Regions from separate parts of the Zea mays genome. Here region 1 is linked to region 2. Evidence: chromatin contacts called from public Hi-C data. All regions are on one chromosome and are shown on one strand. The core of a region is the stretch at or near the end of the contact, and the rest is flanking DNA. Distances in the headings are between cores, read along the strand shown. Region 1 holds the start of LOC100272329 (Ubiquitin carboxyl-terminal hydrolase 3). Region 2 holds the start of LOC100286319 (blue copper protein).

The links. A called contact is a pair of places that touch in the nucleus more often than the background predicts.
Region 1: a Hi-C map of ear shows a contact between it and region 2, with 2.1 times the contacts expected there. The contact joins the promoter of LOC100272329 here to the promoter of LOC100286319 in region 2. A contact is called at or near these places in 2 of 25 Hi-C or Micro-C datasets (ear and tassel).

What each region holds. Positions count from the first base shown.
Region 1 is chr4:156,977,935-156,980,634 of Zm-B73-REFERENCE-NAM-5.0, forward strand. LOC100272329 (Ubiquitin carboxyl-terminal hydrolase 3) reads left to right here and starts at 1,253. Exons shown (of 9, transcript NM_001359598.1): 1 at 1,253-1,384; 2 at 1,490-1,621; 3 at 1,742-1,798. The coding sequence starts at 1,334.
Region 2 is chr4:156,735,240-156,737,939 of Zm-B73-REFERENCE-NAM-5.0, forward strand. LOC100286319 (blue copper protein) reads right to left here and starts at 1,448. Exons shown (of 2, transcript NM_001159206.2): 1 at 1,224-1,448; 2 at 498-1,147. The coding sequence starts at 1,386. The coding sequence ends at 723.

The DNA.
Region 1 (2,700 bases), core at 3-2,502, 240 kb after region 2:
TAGAGGCACATGGTCACATACTCACATGGAGGAGATGGAGGAGAGGGAGAGCTAGGACCCGAGAGAGGAGACAGGAGAGGGACATGGTCATTATATTTTGTTGGCTGCAACTGTAAGTCTGCAATTGTTGGTTGCAACTTGTAAGTTGCAACTGTTGCCAACCTGGCATATTTTGTTGGCTCCCTACAACTTTGTCCTGAACTCCTGAACCTGAAGTCCTGATCTATAATTGTTGGCTGCATCACTACATGTATTTTGGTTCTAGAACTGAAACTCTGAAAGTATGGAATTATGGATTATGGAATGAAATGGAACTATTATGAACTATAAGTCTATAATTGGTGGTTGCATGTATTTCAATGTACAATTATTTTTTTTGTTTAAGTGAATGAGATGGCTGCTATTTTTTAAATAGTTATATATGATATTATATATGATTATATGTATGGTTGTTGGCTTATGGCAACTTTGATAACGAGCTGTCTTACGAGTTAATCGAGTCAGACCGAGTTACCAAACGAGCCGAGCCGAGCAGCTTCTCCAGTTCATTATCATAACGAGTGCACTCGTTATCATAACGAGTCAACTCGAGTCGAATCGAGCCGAGTCGAGCCAGCTCGAACGCAAGTTTTTTTGGAACTCTATCTCTATGTCAACGAAGCTACGCAGCAACGAATAACAGCCCACGGGCTGTTGTACGGCCCAGGTAGGCTTCCAGCCCATGCGCCGCGTGGGCGTGGGCAGACAACAATGGGCCTGTTTGGTTCAGCTTTTTTCTGATCAGCTTTTTAGATAATCTAGCTGTAGGGAGAATCTGGCTGTGTAGAGAATCTGAGTATCATTAGGATTACGTGCGGATGAAGATAAAGTTGTCCACGGGGCTCAGGATCTATAAAGTGACGGATTACTACTATTGCGACGACTCAACAGATTATATGTTTATGTTGATTTTGAATGGTTATTACCCTAACGAATTTTATAGAAGTTGACTGAAAAGCTGAGTGTTTGGCAGTCTGCAGCAACTTTTGGTGGCCAGAAGCTGCAAAAAGCCGAAACAAACACGGGCAATGGCTTCTTGCTAAAATGGTCTACGACTTGTGGGTCTACCAATGTCTCTGAACTGCGGACCCATAGGTATTTTAGCAAGACCTATTATTGACGTGGGCATATTAGCAAATCTCGTGGGCGTGTAGCGTACGCCACCTGCGTCCGCGCCTTTTCCATTTCCACCCCGATCGCATTTTACCCTACTCCCCGCCGCCTGTCCCTGCGCTAGTCGACACTCGACAGGCTCGGTTTCCGCCCTCCTCTCCCACCGCCGCGCACCGAGAAGATGGGGAAGCGGTGGATCCCGCTGGAGGCCAACCCGGACGTCCTGAACCAGGTGATCTCTCGCACCCCTGCTTCAGCTCCCGCATCCGCCTTTGGCGCTTGCTAGGGTTTCGTTTCGCTCTCGCTGATTGCTGCCGCGGAGTTGGGGTATATACAGTTCATATGGGGGCTGGGAGTCCACGAGGAGGATGTGCAGTTCTGCGACGTCTACGGCCTTGACGATGAGCTGCTCGCTATGGTGCCCCAGCCCGTTCTCGCCGTCCTCTTCCTCTACCCGCTCACCTCCCTGGTAATTAACGGTTTTCATGTCCCCATTGGTTGGTGCGATCACTTTTGTGCTTAGCTTCGCTTTTGGTTGTGTGATGCCAAAGCGGGGATTGATGTATTCGTTTTCTTTCTCGCTGATCAGGACGAGGAGAAAGAAGAATCAAGTGTTTCTGCTGCCACATCGACCTCAGCGGGCAAGGTGTGGTTGTATCATCCTGTTCTGTTTTTTTCATGTGCCGTGATGGTAATGTTTTTGACACAATGCCTTGGCCACTTTAGTGATGCTCTATGGTCTAAGTCCGTGCCCTGGAGTAGGAAAGAGAAAGTTTAATTTGAATTGTGTTAGTACCTTTTTCAAAGTTGAGAGATGTTGATTTGTGTTGTTAGAATTGTATGCTGATTATCTTTGTGAAATTTGTACATGTTACCAGTGTTGGCCCTCCAGTCCTTGAAACAGATTTTGTGATTTAGTTTGTTCTTCACTGCAATATCATCGTGTGGTTACACATTTCCACTTGTGTTCATATGTGATAGATGCCAGAAATTGGAAAGAAAGTAACGGCAGCTGTTATCTAGGTAACCAGATATTGAATTGTATTGGAAAGAAAGTAATGGTAGCTGTTATCTAGGTAACCAGATATTGAATTGTACATGTTTTTTTTCACGTGTTTATTTGTTACTCTAAGCTCTATCCACACTGGTTTTGTTACTGGTCGAATCAAGTACAGTACTGTGTGGAGGTGATATATTACTTAATAAGCCCTTCAAGCACTGATCTTTATGCTGTTAGTGAATGAACTACTCAAGGAATACCTACAATTTTTAGATCAAGTAAATCTCCATCGACTGCTTCTGTGTTGTGGTACCAGTACCTATAGAATTGCTACATAAAAATCTTATAAATATACATTCATTTTCTTTGGTTACCTTGCTTCATATGCACTAATTTTTCTGTGGCACATCACAGCTTTTCACAGGGCAAATACAATGTTAGATGCTTTATGTATCAATTTCATAATACTATGAAGTATCAACTTCTTTTGATATCCAGCTTTTGTTCTTACTTCACTTTTTTGTAACAATCAATGAACTATCTGTTTC
Region 2 (2,700 bases), core at 198-2,697:
GACTTTCTACTTTCTTTATATCCCATATAATCTGAATATGAGCAACTTATAATCTCAAGGCTACTCAATTTTAATTTTTTTATATTAACATGAGGTTTTTTGTTCCTTATAAATACCGTAAGATGTTCTTAACACCTTTCCAGTTTTCTATTTATGTATCCTTCTAAAATTTGTCAAACATCCCGATTATATAAGCGTGCTTGACAGCTTGAGATCTATCTTCTTAGTCCTTCGGAGATGCTTATAAGCTAAGTAGGTGTTTGAATGCACTAAAGCTAATAGTTAGTGAATAAAATTAGTTGAGACATCCAAACACTCTAGCTAATATTTTAACTATTCGCTATTTTTGGTAAATTAGTTAATAGTTCTAGCTAATATTTTAACTATTAGATATTTTTGGTAAATTAGTTAATAGTTAGGTAGCTATTTATTAGCTAGCTAATTTTATTAAAAAATTAGTCAACTAACTATTAATTCTAGTGCATTTAAACACATCCTAGAACGATTAAATAGCCATAGCATATCGTTATCTATGACATATTGCAGACCGCTGGGACAGGTCCAGCATGAAGGATTCAAGGATAGCCGTACATGTATACAGCGGGAGTCTCGAACAAGCCAGAATCGAGCATAGACCATAGACGTGAATTCAGATTAAACACAACGGGCCACAAAAGCCTGCAACAGGAAAAGCATGGAACGGAAACAGCACTGCCTCTTGCCTAACCCATCAGGGCGAGCCCGGCGAGGCCCGCGGCCCAGGCCAAAACGCCCATAGCGAGCCGGGCCTCCCCACCGCAGGCAGCGCCAGTGCTGCTCGAGGTGGGCTTCGTCGTGGGCGCCGACGGCGACGTCGTTGCCGTGGGCGTAGACCCGGACGGCGTGGCTGTCTCTGGAGGCGAGTCAGCGGCGGGCGGGGATGACGCCGGGGTGGTGGTGGCGGTCCCAGCGGCGACCGTGACGGCGAGCTTCATGCCGTTGCCGCAGTGGCCCGGGGTGCCGCAGATGAAGTAGCGCGTGCCGGGCGCTGTGAGCGCGATCTTGGTGTTCTGGTCGCTGTAGGACTGGATGGAGTTGCTGGCCGAGCACGCGCCGTAGTCCGCGGAGCTCACCTCCACCACCGTGTGCATCGCGCTGTACTGGAACACTGCGTGCACGCGTGCGCTTTGTCAGCCTCAGACCTCAGTGACCTTGTGACCGACATGTGGGGGGTACTCACTCACCTAGGTTGTCCCCAGCAGCGAAGGTCTTGCCGCTCGCCCAGGTGGCGTAGTCCACGCCGCTGCTCCACCCGGACGAGTCGCCGACCGTGTAGTCCGTGGCGTGCGCCGGAGCGGCGACGGCAGCAGCGAGGAGTACCAGCAGACCTGCCGTAATGGCAGCCATGATGATTGATGACAGCTTAATGATAATTTTGCACAAGGCTTTAGCTGTGGGCACCACTGAGTGCGGTGACTTGGAGCGATCAATGGTTATATAGGACTGCGAAGCGAATCATGCAGGTGCTAACTAAAAGCGATTTGGTAAGTTTTGGTGGAGTTGGTTTAAGTTATGCTTGTCACCCACTCCGCCGCTCTGGCGTCGTCCCCGGGATTCCTTGGATAATTTATGGTGATGCACGGACCAAAACCAACAAATTTTAGCGACTATATAGATAATTCTGATGCAGATGATGGAACGGTGCCTACTGTTTATTTATAGGTTCCATCTGACACACAGGTCAACTTTTACCAATAGCGCTGAGTCTATTTATCCGGTACAGTTCAGTTTTGTAAGGGTAATCAAGCTCTAACGTGGGTTTTGGTGATACCAACCATATAATATGATAATTAATAAGATGTATCGAGTTGATACGTATGTGAGAAATTAGTGAGGATATAACATGATTTGGTGGAGCCCTGGTTGCAAAAGCATTTGGTGATGGACTCAACGAAAACTTTAAATTTATTTTATATTTTAAAACCGGATATAGGAACCACTGCACTATAAAGGCGATGCAAAATGCATGTTTTAATATGCAACTAAGTTCTCAACCCTAAGCTAGCGAACATAAATCCTTATACCTCAACCAAGTTGGCCCTTGTTCACTCATATTCCTGTTGTTGGCTTGTGTGACATTGCAGCGTGGACCTACACAACAAGATACTATCATGTGTTCCACAACAGTGTTGTGACTTAACGACTAGTTGGGACTTGGGAGCTAGGAGTACCGAGTATTTATGTCCCTTCTTCCACCTTCCACCTGTCATGTCACGCATTTCCTCCTCAACCAACATATGAACTCTCCCCCAAACAATTGAAGGCTCCCATCCTCTCCCTTTTGATCCCTTAAGATTCTTTCGGAGACTACCCTCCAAACTTCACAAGAGAGCTTTGTCAAACTTTGCTTCAACTCCTAAAGCATTAGATTCGTGTTCTAAGCCAGCATGTTGCAATTGTTACTCTTGGAGCAAGAGCTCCTAACTGGCTAGGCATAGCCCGTTGAAGCAATACAACAACTTGTGTGTGCTCTATAATGTTTGTACTCACCCCTATATTCTAGTATGAACTCTCAAGTTATAGACTTTCTCTCTACTTGAAAAGATAATAGAGTTCAAAAAAAGCCAAGCCTTGGTGGCTTTCTCAATAACGTGGACTTAGGCAATCCTTCATGGTTATTTAAACAACAAGATAAATACATTGCCTCTAGTGAGATAACCC